Regions from separate parts of the Rattus norvegicus genome. Here region 2 is linked to region 1. The links are chromatin contacts, called in public Hi-C maps. All regions are on one chromosome and are shown on one strand. The core of a region is the stretch at or near the end of the contact, and the rest is flanking DNA. Distances in the headings are between cores, read along the strand shown.

Region 1 (4,892 bases), core at 1,463-3,962:
TGGTCCAGCCTCAGGGGTTTTGTTGGAAGGTCCTAGAAGGAGGCTGCCAGCAGGTACCAGGGACTCGTCTTGACGTATGGAGACACAGACTCATGGACAGAGTGGAGGCCCAGGTAGCGAGAGAGAGTCTAGGGGGCCAAGTAGAACAAACTTGTCCTCACTAAGAGGCTCTGATAGCCCAGAGAGATAACCAGGATGTGGGTCCCAGAGGATGGGTTGGGTAAGGTGAGGGAAGCTATGCTACTGAGCCAGGAAATGGAGGAGAAACGTAAGACCCTACCTCCATAATGGTTACCTCTAGGCCACTGTCATGGGCTTCAGAAAACACCCCAGGTCCCTAAGTGGCCTCAGACTCTGAGCTTCAGTCATCTGGTGTTTATTATACTACGGTGACAACAGTGACAGACACAGGGCTGTGGCTCAGGGAGCACTCACTGCTTCACATAGGAACACAGCTCACAGCACCCTACGAACAGGGGATTCTTCCATTTTATAGAGCTGCACACTGGGCTCAGGTAAGTGGGAGGATCCCTCCCAATCCACACGTCTACTTTGGCGGCCACAGTGGGTGTTCTATTTCCTGTCTCTACGGAAGGCCTGGGGCCTGGTGTGCTAAAGGTGAAAGGCATCATGGGGTTAAGGTGTCCGGAACCAAGTGGGGGCGTGGGACAGATCAGAGTTCCTAGGCATAAGGATACTATCAGGACGGTGCCTGGGAAGACCGGTGCCAGGAGGGAGGGTGCCGGCAGCCAGCTAGAAACTAGGACAGAGGGGAGGGTGCCAGGAGCAGGAGTTGTGTGGGTTGTTTCTGCCTGAGGTCCCGGAGTCCTGTGGGACCAGGGAGAAGGTGGCTGCTCTTCACCCTCCAGCCTCGTGGCCCAGTCTTGGGTGGTGGAAGGCAGCAAGGTGGAACTTAAGACTCCAAGAGCACAGGGCCAGGGCTAGCACAGCACACACACCGGAGCCAGACCCCAGCTCCCACAGCCTCATTCACCCCTTGTGGGCCTTGTGCCCTCGCCTGGTTCATCGGCCTCTCTGCTGAAGCTCCCTTTTCTGCAGCCCCTGGTTAGTGAGCTGATCGAGCTAACACATGCAAGGCGCTCGGAGCAGCCCCGGCATGCAGGGGATGCTGTTCTAGCAAAGGGCAGGATCCGCATGCGGGAGAGCAGGGCCCAGAGTGACTCATTCCTAGAAAATCCTTCCTGCTTGGTGCAGAGTGCAGCTCCAGGCCGAGACCTGGTAGCTCCCCCATGCCATTGCCATCAGAGTTCCTCATTCCTGAGAGCCCATCGGCCTCAGCCCAGTCCAGGCAGGCACTGGATACAAGTTCAGCAACTGGTGTGGAAATAGGCCAGAGAGAGGAAGACTGTTAGATCCCACTGACCAAGAGGGAGTCAGAAGTCAAGGTCTGAGCCTCTGAAAGCTGCCATACCTGGTAATCCTTCTGAGTGGAGGCTCTGTTCTGCCGAGGATAGTCCAGAGTGGAAAATAGGTTTGTTTCCTGCAGAAACCTCTCCCATGATGACACAGCTCCTGTGAGGGGAAATAGGAGAGCAGAAAGGGGCCAATAGAGGGGCAAAGTGCTGCCTAGAGCTCCATGATGCTCCCTCCGGACTCTGTGGTGCTCCCTCCGGACTCTGTGGTGCTCCCTCTGGACTCTGTGGTGCTCCCTCTGGCTCAGCATGCAGCACTTCAAGCCAGCTTGTATCTTCCCCCAGCCCGAGGCAGTCTCCTTATCTTGGGGGAGACCCTGTGGGCTACAGAGAGGAGTTCCCTCCCCCAAGCTTGCAGCACTGGTGCTGTGTGGGCCCCGTCAGGGTGGAGGTGGGCAGTAGGGAATATCCTGGGCTACCTCCCACTCCTCATGACTTCTCTGTCCCCGCAGTACGCCTCCATGACAGCATCTCTGAAGAGGGCTTCCACTACCTGGTCTTCGACCTGTAAGTGCCAGATCCAAGGACCCTCACCTTCCTTCACTCCCAGCATGGGGCCCACAGCTTCCTCAGGTTCAGGAGCAAGCCTGTCCCCACATCAGGACTCTCCTTAAGTGCACTTCTGCAGGGGGGTACCTCATCCCCAGCCATGTCCAGCCTAGCCAGCGCTGATTTGGCTATGCACGGGTTTTTACCCACAGTCTGAATCTGACATGCTGAGGACGTCCTCCATGCAGAAAGCTGGTAGGCTGAGGCAGTGGAGGGAAGACCACAGAGAGCAGCCAGTGTCCATTCACCTCCCTCCCGCCTGAGGCCTGTCATGCTGCGTTGGCATGAGCATGCACATTGATGAGCGTGGGTGGAAGGATAAGTGTGCACGCGTGCGTGTGTGTGACAGCACCTGGGCTTAGAGCAAGCGCAGAGATGCTCTGCGTCAAGTCCATGAGTGAACAGGCATGTCCGTCTTAGAAGTGTGACTGGTGTGTTTTGGGGATGCAGGCCTCCGTGTGTGTGTGTGTGTGTGTGTGTGTGTGTGTGTGTGTGTGTGTGTCCGCACGCATATGTGAGTGTGTTTGCATGAGTGTGTGTGCAGTAGCTGAGTGAGAAGGCGTTCAGGGCCAACTCCGCCTCTCACTTCCTGCCGGATTTAGAAGCGATGATCTCATCTCCCTTACTCTTGACAGCTCCTGCTAAGAAGCACTATATTTAGCTGTCTGTGAATCAGGGCTGCTTCAGGACCCTGGGCTGGGTGGGGCCCAGGGGCTTTGGCCTGTCCAGGCAGCCTTCAGACTGCACATCCAGGGAAGCCTGGCTCTGGTACTGTTACTATGGTTACCTCATGCCCTCTGGCTACCCTTGAGCAACAGGCTGAATGGGAACCGGAAGAAGCTTCCTAGGGCCACCTCTCAGCTCTTCCTCCTGCAAATGACAGATGTCCAGGCGGTTGGACTTGCAGGCTTCAGCGTTCTCTGCCTTGTAGTATCTTCGGGTGTTGAGAGAGGCTGTCCCTGCATGGAATTTGTTTATTTCTCAGCTACCTCTGTGTGTCCCACAAGACCGTGCCTAGAATCATCAGCTACAGAACAGGTGATGACTGCTTAGACATCAGTCCTATGACCTGAGGTGGGGCAGGCTCACTTTCCCCCTGTGTACCTCAGAATCACTTTCACCACCCTCTCTTCTCCAGAAACAGAGGCCTGTGGGCTGAGGGTGGTCATGCCCAGGGCCTCTGATGGCCAGCGGATGGCTGTACTTGTTTTAGGAGCTGAGAAGGAAAGAGAGTGGATGGGGGCAGGGTTGGATGTGTTTATGTGTAGGTATGACACATTTATCTCTCAGACCTCCCAATATATGCCAGGCAGACAGCTGCAGGGAGAGACTGAGGAGGTGGTCTGGACAGAAGGCCTCCCATACCTCCAGAGCCTCCAGGGTTGCAGGTTCTGAGGTGATTAGCACCCCAGCAGCCCTCAAGGCCTTGTCAGTTGGGAGCTCTGCAGGATTTGGGAGGTGACTGGTACACACCAGGCCTAAGCATGCAAGTTACAGAGCAGGGTTCCCAACAGTGACCCCACATCTCCCACAGCAGCCAGCTGAGAAGAGGCTCAGCTCCCTGCGCCATGACTCTGGACCAAGAGATGGCCCTGGTGTCCGCACACCGACATGCAAGTGCCTGACACATGCAGTTACTCAGGGAAGCTGGCCCTGGCCCCCCCCAAGGGCATCCTTTGAACTATAGCTCCATACCAAGATGCATTGCCTTATGCCGTTTTCTCTGCCCAGACTTGAGTTTTCAAAGCCTGGGTCGAGAACTTTCTTTTGTGCTGAGACTCAAGCTATCAATCACACAGCACTGGGGATGACAGCCCCTTACCTGGGCTCCTGCTGGATCTGACTCTCCTGGTCCATGTGTGTGCAAACCACCCATTCACAGTGTTGCTATTTCCGCTTTTGCCATTGGCATTTGATGGAAGAAGACAGAGACAGAGAACAGGAGAGCGTGTGGGCGGATATACTACCAATGTTGTCTACGGTCTCTTGGGGACAGGCATTCAAGTATTTCAAGACGTCAGCCCACCCTGGAGCCCAGATCCAGGCACTAAATCCCTTGTTTGATGCTTCAAATATGGCCCAAGCAACAGGGCATTGAATAAGGGAAGCTAGACAGTCTCAGACCTAGGATTAAGGGTCACAGAGCCGGGAGTAACCCTGGGAAGCCCTGGCTCAAACCCATGTGCTGCCAGCTCTGGGGAGCCCACTTGGGTGTAAGAAACTCAGTTTTCTCAGGGAACATGTGTGAAGGAAAAAGCATTTAAATGCCACCAGGTATGAACAAGTTTGTCCTTAATAAGTTGTCGCTCTGGGGGTGTGTGTGAGGATGGAGGTGCCAATGATGATGGTATGGTGATAGTAGTCATGGTGGTTAGATGGTAACAGTGATGACAATGGTGATCACTGATGGTGATGATGGGGTGTTAGCGATGATGACAGTGATGGTGGTGGTCATGGTGTTGGTCGTGGTGATGTAATGAAGATGACATAAGAAGAGTGATGGAGAAGGTAATGACGGTGATGGCGATGACTGGTGGTCATGGTGATAGTGATGGTGCTGACTGGTAGTCATGGTGATGGTGATGTCGCTGACTGTGGTTGTCATGGTGATGGTGATGGTGCAACTGTGATGATCATGGTGACAGTGATGGCACTGACTGTGCTGGTCATGGTGATGGCGATGGTGCTGACTGTGGTGGTCATTGTGAGGGTGATGGTGCTGACTGTGGTGGTCATTGTGAGGGTGATGGTGCTGACTGTGGTGGTCATTGTGAGGGTGATGGTGCTGACTGTGGTGGTCATGGTGACAATGATGGCACTGACTGATGGTCATGATGATGGCAACTGTGGTGGTCATGGTGACAGTGATGGTGCTGTGGTGGCCATGGTGCCATGGTGACGGTGATGGTG
Region 2 (4,463 bases), core at 762-3,261, 170 kb before region 1:
TTTCTGTGCGTCTGAAAATGGAATGTCAAACGCGCTTCTTTTCTTAGTTCCACTTGGAGCTGGATCCCCGGAGTTCCTCCACCAATTAGCTCTCCATGGTAGATGTGAAGCTGTGTCATTCTGTCAGTTGAATAATTGAAGAAGAATCTTAAGGCGACTATCTATGCTCAAGCACCTCTCCCTTTCAGTATCCTCTTCATAGTCCGTTACCTAGGATCTGAGACTTTGAACACTGATTTCTTTTCTTTTTCCTTTTTTCCTCCTTTGGTTTCTAGACAGATCTATAGCCCAGGATGACCTTGAACTCCTGATTCTTTTTCTACCTCTCAAGTGCTGGGATCACAGGTGTGTGCCACCATGCTTAGCTCTGATTCCACTTTCTTTCTGCACCCCCTGTGTGACTGCTGTTTCTGATGCCTTTGTTAGAGAATCATTTGCTGCCATTCTTATACAGCATTGACAGATGGTCTTCGATAAAGTCACTTGACATGCTCAACAAAATTTTGCATAAATGCTTGGGGAAAGAAAGACAAGGTAATAATGTGTTTATACTTTGTATATCCAGTCTTATTATAAGTTATTTATTAGTATATATAGTATACTTTTTTTTTGGAGTTTTTGTTGTTTCTGGTTTTGTTTTTTTGATACAGGTTCTCACTGTGTAATCCTGGCTGGCTTGGAACTTGCTGTGTAGACCAGCCTGGTCTCAACTACAAATCTGTCTGCCTTTGCCTCTCCTTGCTGGGAGTGCCTGGCCATCAAACTTGGTGCATTTGTGTGTGTTTAACACTTCATCACAGCCAAAATGCCGAGAAGCAATCGTTTTGTATCTTTGGAACATAATTTGCCTAACAGTGCAATGAACTCTTCTGGAATATAGTTACGCCTTCTCTCAAATAGTTCTGTAATCCTCACAGCCACGATAGAGACACTTGTGTTAGCCAGGCTGCACTGTGCTGCTTTTCGTCCTCAGGTCCTGCCTCATTGCCAGTGCTCTGCCTTAAAGTTTTATGGTAATAGCTTTAAAAATTACATGTGTGTGTGTGTGTGTGTGTGTGTGTGTGTGTGTGTGTGAGAGAGAGAGAGAGAGAGAGAGAGAGAGAGAGAGAGAGAGAGAGAGAGAGCTCTTTCCTTACATTATATCTGTGCTGGGACTGAGCTCAGGTCATCAGGTTTAGTGACATGTGCACCACCCAACTGAGTCATTTTGTGGGCTAATTTCTTTCTTAAGAATTATTTTAGCATTTTTCTTATTTTACTTTTGCTTTGGAGACAGGATTGTTTTTAACCTTGTGTGATCCTACTACCTCCACCTTCCCGATATGGAATTGTAGGTGTGTACCACCATGGCTGGCTGCAGCGTACATTTTACCTGTGTGTAATGATGTAGAGTTTTTACACAAAGCTACAGGCACAGTACTGTGGGTGATTAAGGGGTCTATGTGAAGGATATTGCTGTCACTCTGATACGGTCTCCCTTACTAACAGGCCGCCGTTGCTCTGCTCTGAGTCTCGCTCTTTCAGCCTGCTGTCAGGAGACTCCCAGTCTGAGCCTGGCATGTGGTGGACATGCCTTTAGTTGCAACTCCAGGGTAGGCTAGCAAGTTTAAGACCAATCAGTCAGACTGGGCAACACAGTAAAAGTCCACTTAAGGAATGAGGAAAAGAAGAAACTGAAGGAACAGAAGTACCAGGGTGCTTGAAACACCTACTTAATATCCATTTATTTGGAGACAAAAAAAATTTCTTGGTTATGTAAGACTGTGAAGTACATCATAGTTTTATAGGTTTGGGAGTTGTTCATAGTAGATATTGTGGGTTGTTTTTTTGTCTCAGTGTGTGTTGCAGTTGATCAGTGACCAGTGCCTGTGAGCATGACTAGTACTGTGGAACACACAGCTTTCACTATCTCCCGCCAGGCATCAGCTCTTTCTCTGTGGCCTGCTTGGTTCACCTCTTGGCCTCACCGCAGTACTCACCGCCAAGCTATCAGAGCACCTGCAGTTCAGGCTCTCCACCTGCAGGTGTCGCTGCAGGCAGCGAAAAAAAGCTCTGTAGAGGAAAGGCTCTCGACAGCATGTGGCAGTTCTGTTTTTCTTATATAAATCATGAGTAGAACCCTTTCTAAAGGAAGGAAGTGGGAAAAGGTCGTAATAAGAATACCAGTTATCGGGGTTGGGGATTTAGCTCAGTGGTAGGGCGCTTGCCTGGGAAGCGCAAGGCCCTGGGTTCGGTCCCCAGCTCTGAAAAAAAGAACCAAAAAAAAAAAAAAAAAAAAAAGAGAGAGAGAGAGAGAATACCAGTTATCACCCAGCCATGGTGAGTTTGGGGCTGGTTTGGGCTCCATAGTGAAACCCTCTTCTCCAAAAAGACAAAGACTAAAGAAAAAACCATAACCAGGTAGACAAAACCAAGATCACCCCACCCAAAACCCACACAAAACAGACAAAGGGAGCATGCGTTACCACCTGGAAACAGTTACCAGAGTGCTGGGGTCAGGTGCCTTTTCTCCCATGCATGAGTGAGCCCATGCTGTTGTGTTGCTTTCTCCTGCCTATGCCGGTGAGTAGAGTGGGCAGTGTGAGGAGAGGGCTTCCTGGAGCCACACGGTGGTGTATGAGCTGCTCCGCCTATGTGAGCATGGCACTAAATGAAGCCATCGGTATCAGTATGATTTCATAGCTTTGCCAGTGTGTCCTTTGTGCCTAGGCATTACAGGGACCCAGGCATTTCCTGGTGGGAGAATTGCATCATGTGGAAGAGGTTTCCTGACAGTCTGGTGCATGCCTTGTGCGGGGCTGGGATATGCTACAGCAGTGTCCCGCTAGGCTCTGTCCCCAGTGCTTTTTATTGTTGTTGTCTTCCCCACCCTCTTTCTCCTTTTTCTTTTTTCTTTAAAAACACGGTCTGACTTCAGACTGGCCTCAAACCCACTATTTAGCCAAGTATGGTTTGAATTCTTCTCGTCTTCTTGCTTTTACCTCCTCGTGGTATAGCCATGTACACTGGCTGGTTGATCTGTCCTCTTTCTGAATTGTCATGTCGATGAGCTTCTTGGCTCCTTGCTTATGTTTGTTAAGCCTTATTAGTGACTGCTCAGCCCCTATGACCTGATCATCTCCCAGAGATCCCAGCTGCAGGTAGCCTCACCTTGAGGGGTAGGGCTTCAACATAAAAGTTTCAGGAGAACGTTGACATTGATTCTGTAGCGCTGACACCTTTGGTGGCATTCGTGTCATTGATGCCCCTTAGGCAGGCTGTGTCAGGGCCTGTGTCAGAGGCTTTCTGGGCGCAGTCACACTACCTGGGAAACCTGGCCCTTCGGTTTAGCTTTATAATAGTTCTCCATTGGCTGGTCTGGGTTTCTCAGGTGCCATCATAGGCAGTCCCTGGAAAAGTCATGGTGGCACGGTCAGAAGTCACTCCATGGAGGTTGTTGTGAGGGTTGAAGAAATGAATACTGAAGACCCACTTAGCATGGTTCCTGATAGGGTGTCGCTCAGTCAGCCGCTAGCTATTGTTTTTACTGCGTTTGTCCTAAAAAAGAGAAACTTGTTTTTCTTTTGAATGATACTCATGCAGTATTTGGAAAACAGGTAAGTATGTAAAAGAAGAAAAGCTTACTACCCCTCACTAAATTTTGGGGATATTTTCTTCCCTATGTATGCAAACATCTTCATATATTTAAATGTGTATCTGTAAACTTTTACGACCTGTCTTTCTATTTTATTGAACAGTATGTGGAGAATGTCCAGCATTCTGTTTTGCACTTTGAGTTCTTCCCGCACTCCGGGTATGATATGCCTGAAGTTACTCTGGCCTTGCACAAGGGTGGGTGCCGCACAGCGTGTGCTCAGATGTTACAGGGAGAAATGAGAGCAAGTGGAACGCCAGGAGCCAGGAGCAGAGGGTTGTTTGCTTGCCACCTTAGTCTGCACTCTGTGGCGCTGTCCTGCTGTTCATCTTGCAGCACTTACCTTGAAATTGCTGGTTTTTAAAGGAGGTTCAGACATCAGTCATGAGGGCCTGGTTGAATCACCGGCTAGGAAGACTTGATTTCTAGAAGGTACTTGCTAATTTACTCTTTTTTTTTTTCTTTTTCTTTTTTTTCGGAGCTGAGGACCGAACACAGGGTCTTGCGTTTGCTAGGCAAGCGCTCTACCACTGAGCTAAATCCCCAACCCCTAATTTACTCTTGTGCTAGGAACCCGGGTGGCCTAAAGCGATGCCTAGCTAACTAGGATGTTAGGCTTGTTTTTTGTTTGTTTTGTTTTTTAAGTTTGGCAGTTCATTTGATTCCTCCCCCCCCCCCCCCGGGGGAGGGGGGGCTGGGGATCAAACCCAGGGCCTTGCTCTTGCTAGGCAAGCGCTCTACCACTGTAAATCCCCAACCTCGATTTTTTTTTTTTTTTTTTTTTAAATCACAGTGAGACTTAACAGGCTTTGTTTTTAGGAAACAGTAG

The links. Hi-C and Micro-C count contacts between places; a contact is called where the count stands out from the background.
Region 2: a Hi-C map of psoas muscle shows a contact between it and region 1, with 4 times the contacts expected there. The contact joins two enhancer-like sites. A contact is called at or near these places in 11 of 12 Hi-C or Micro-C datasets (the A7r5 cell line, Schwann cells, frontal cortex and 6 more) and 1 of 1 datasets of contacts at active chromatin or transcription factors (oligodendrocytes).

What each region holds. Positions count from the first base shown.
Region 1 is chr14:85,088,196-85,093,087 of GRCr8, reverse strand. Camk2b (calcium/calmodulin-dependent protein kinase II beta) reads left to right here. Exons shown (of 21, transcript NM_021739.2): 4 at 1,886-1,940. Among named protein-coding and RNA genes, the nearest start is that of Ykt6, 44 kb to the right of the region's middle. Within about 2 kb of position 2,712, at least 69 of the 93 cell types and tissues checked have an H3K27ac peak or open chromatin away from gene starts, as enhancers often do.
Region 2 is chr14:85,258,644-85,263,106 of GRCr8, reverse strand. The region is part of intron 2 of Nudcd3 (NudC domain containing 3); the gene reads left to right. Among named protein-coding and RNA genes, the nearest start is that of Nudcd3, 12 kb to the left of the region's middle. Within about 2 kb of position 2,011, at least 8 of the 93 cell types and tissues checked have an H3K27ac peak or open chromatin away from gene starts, as enhancers often do.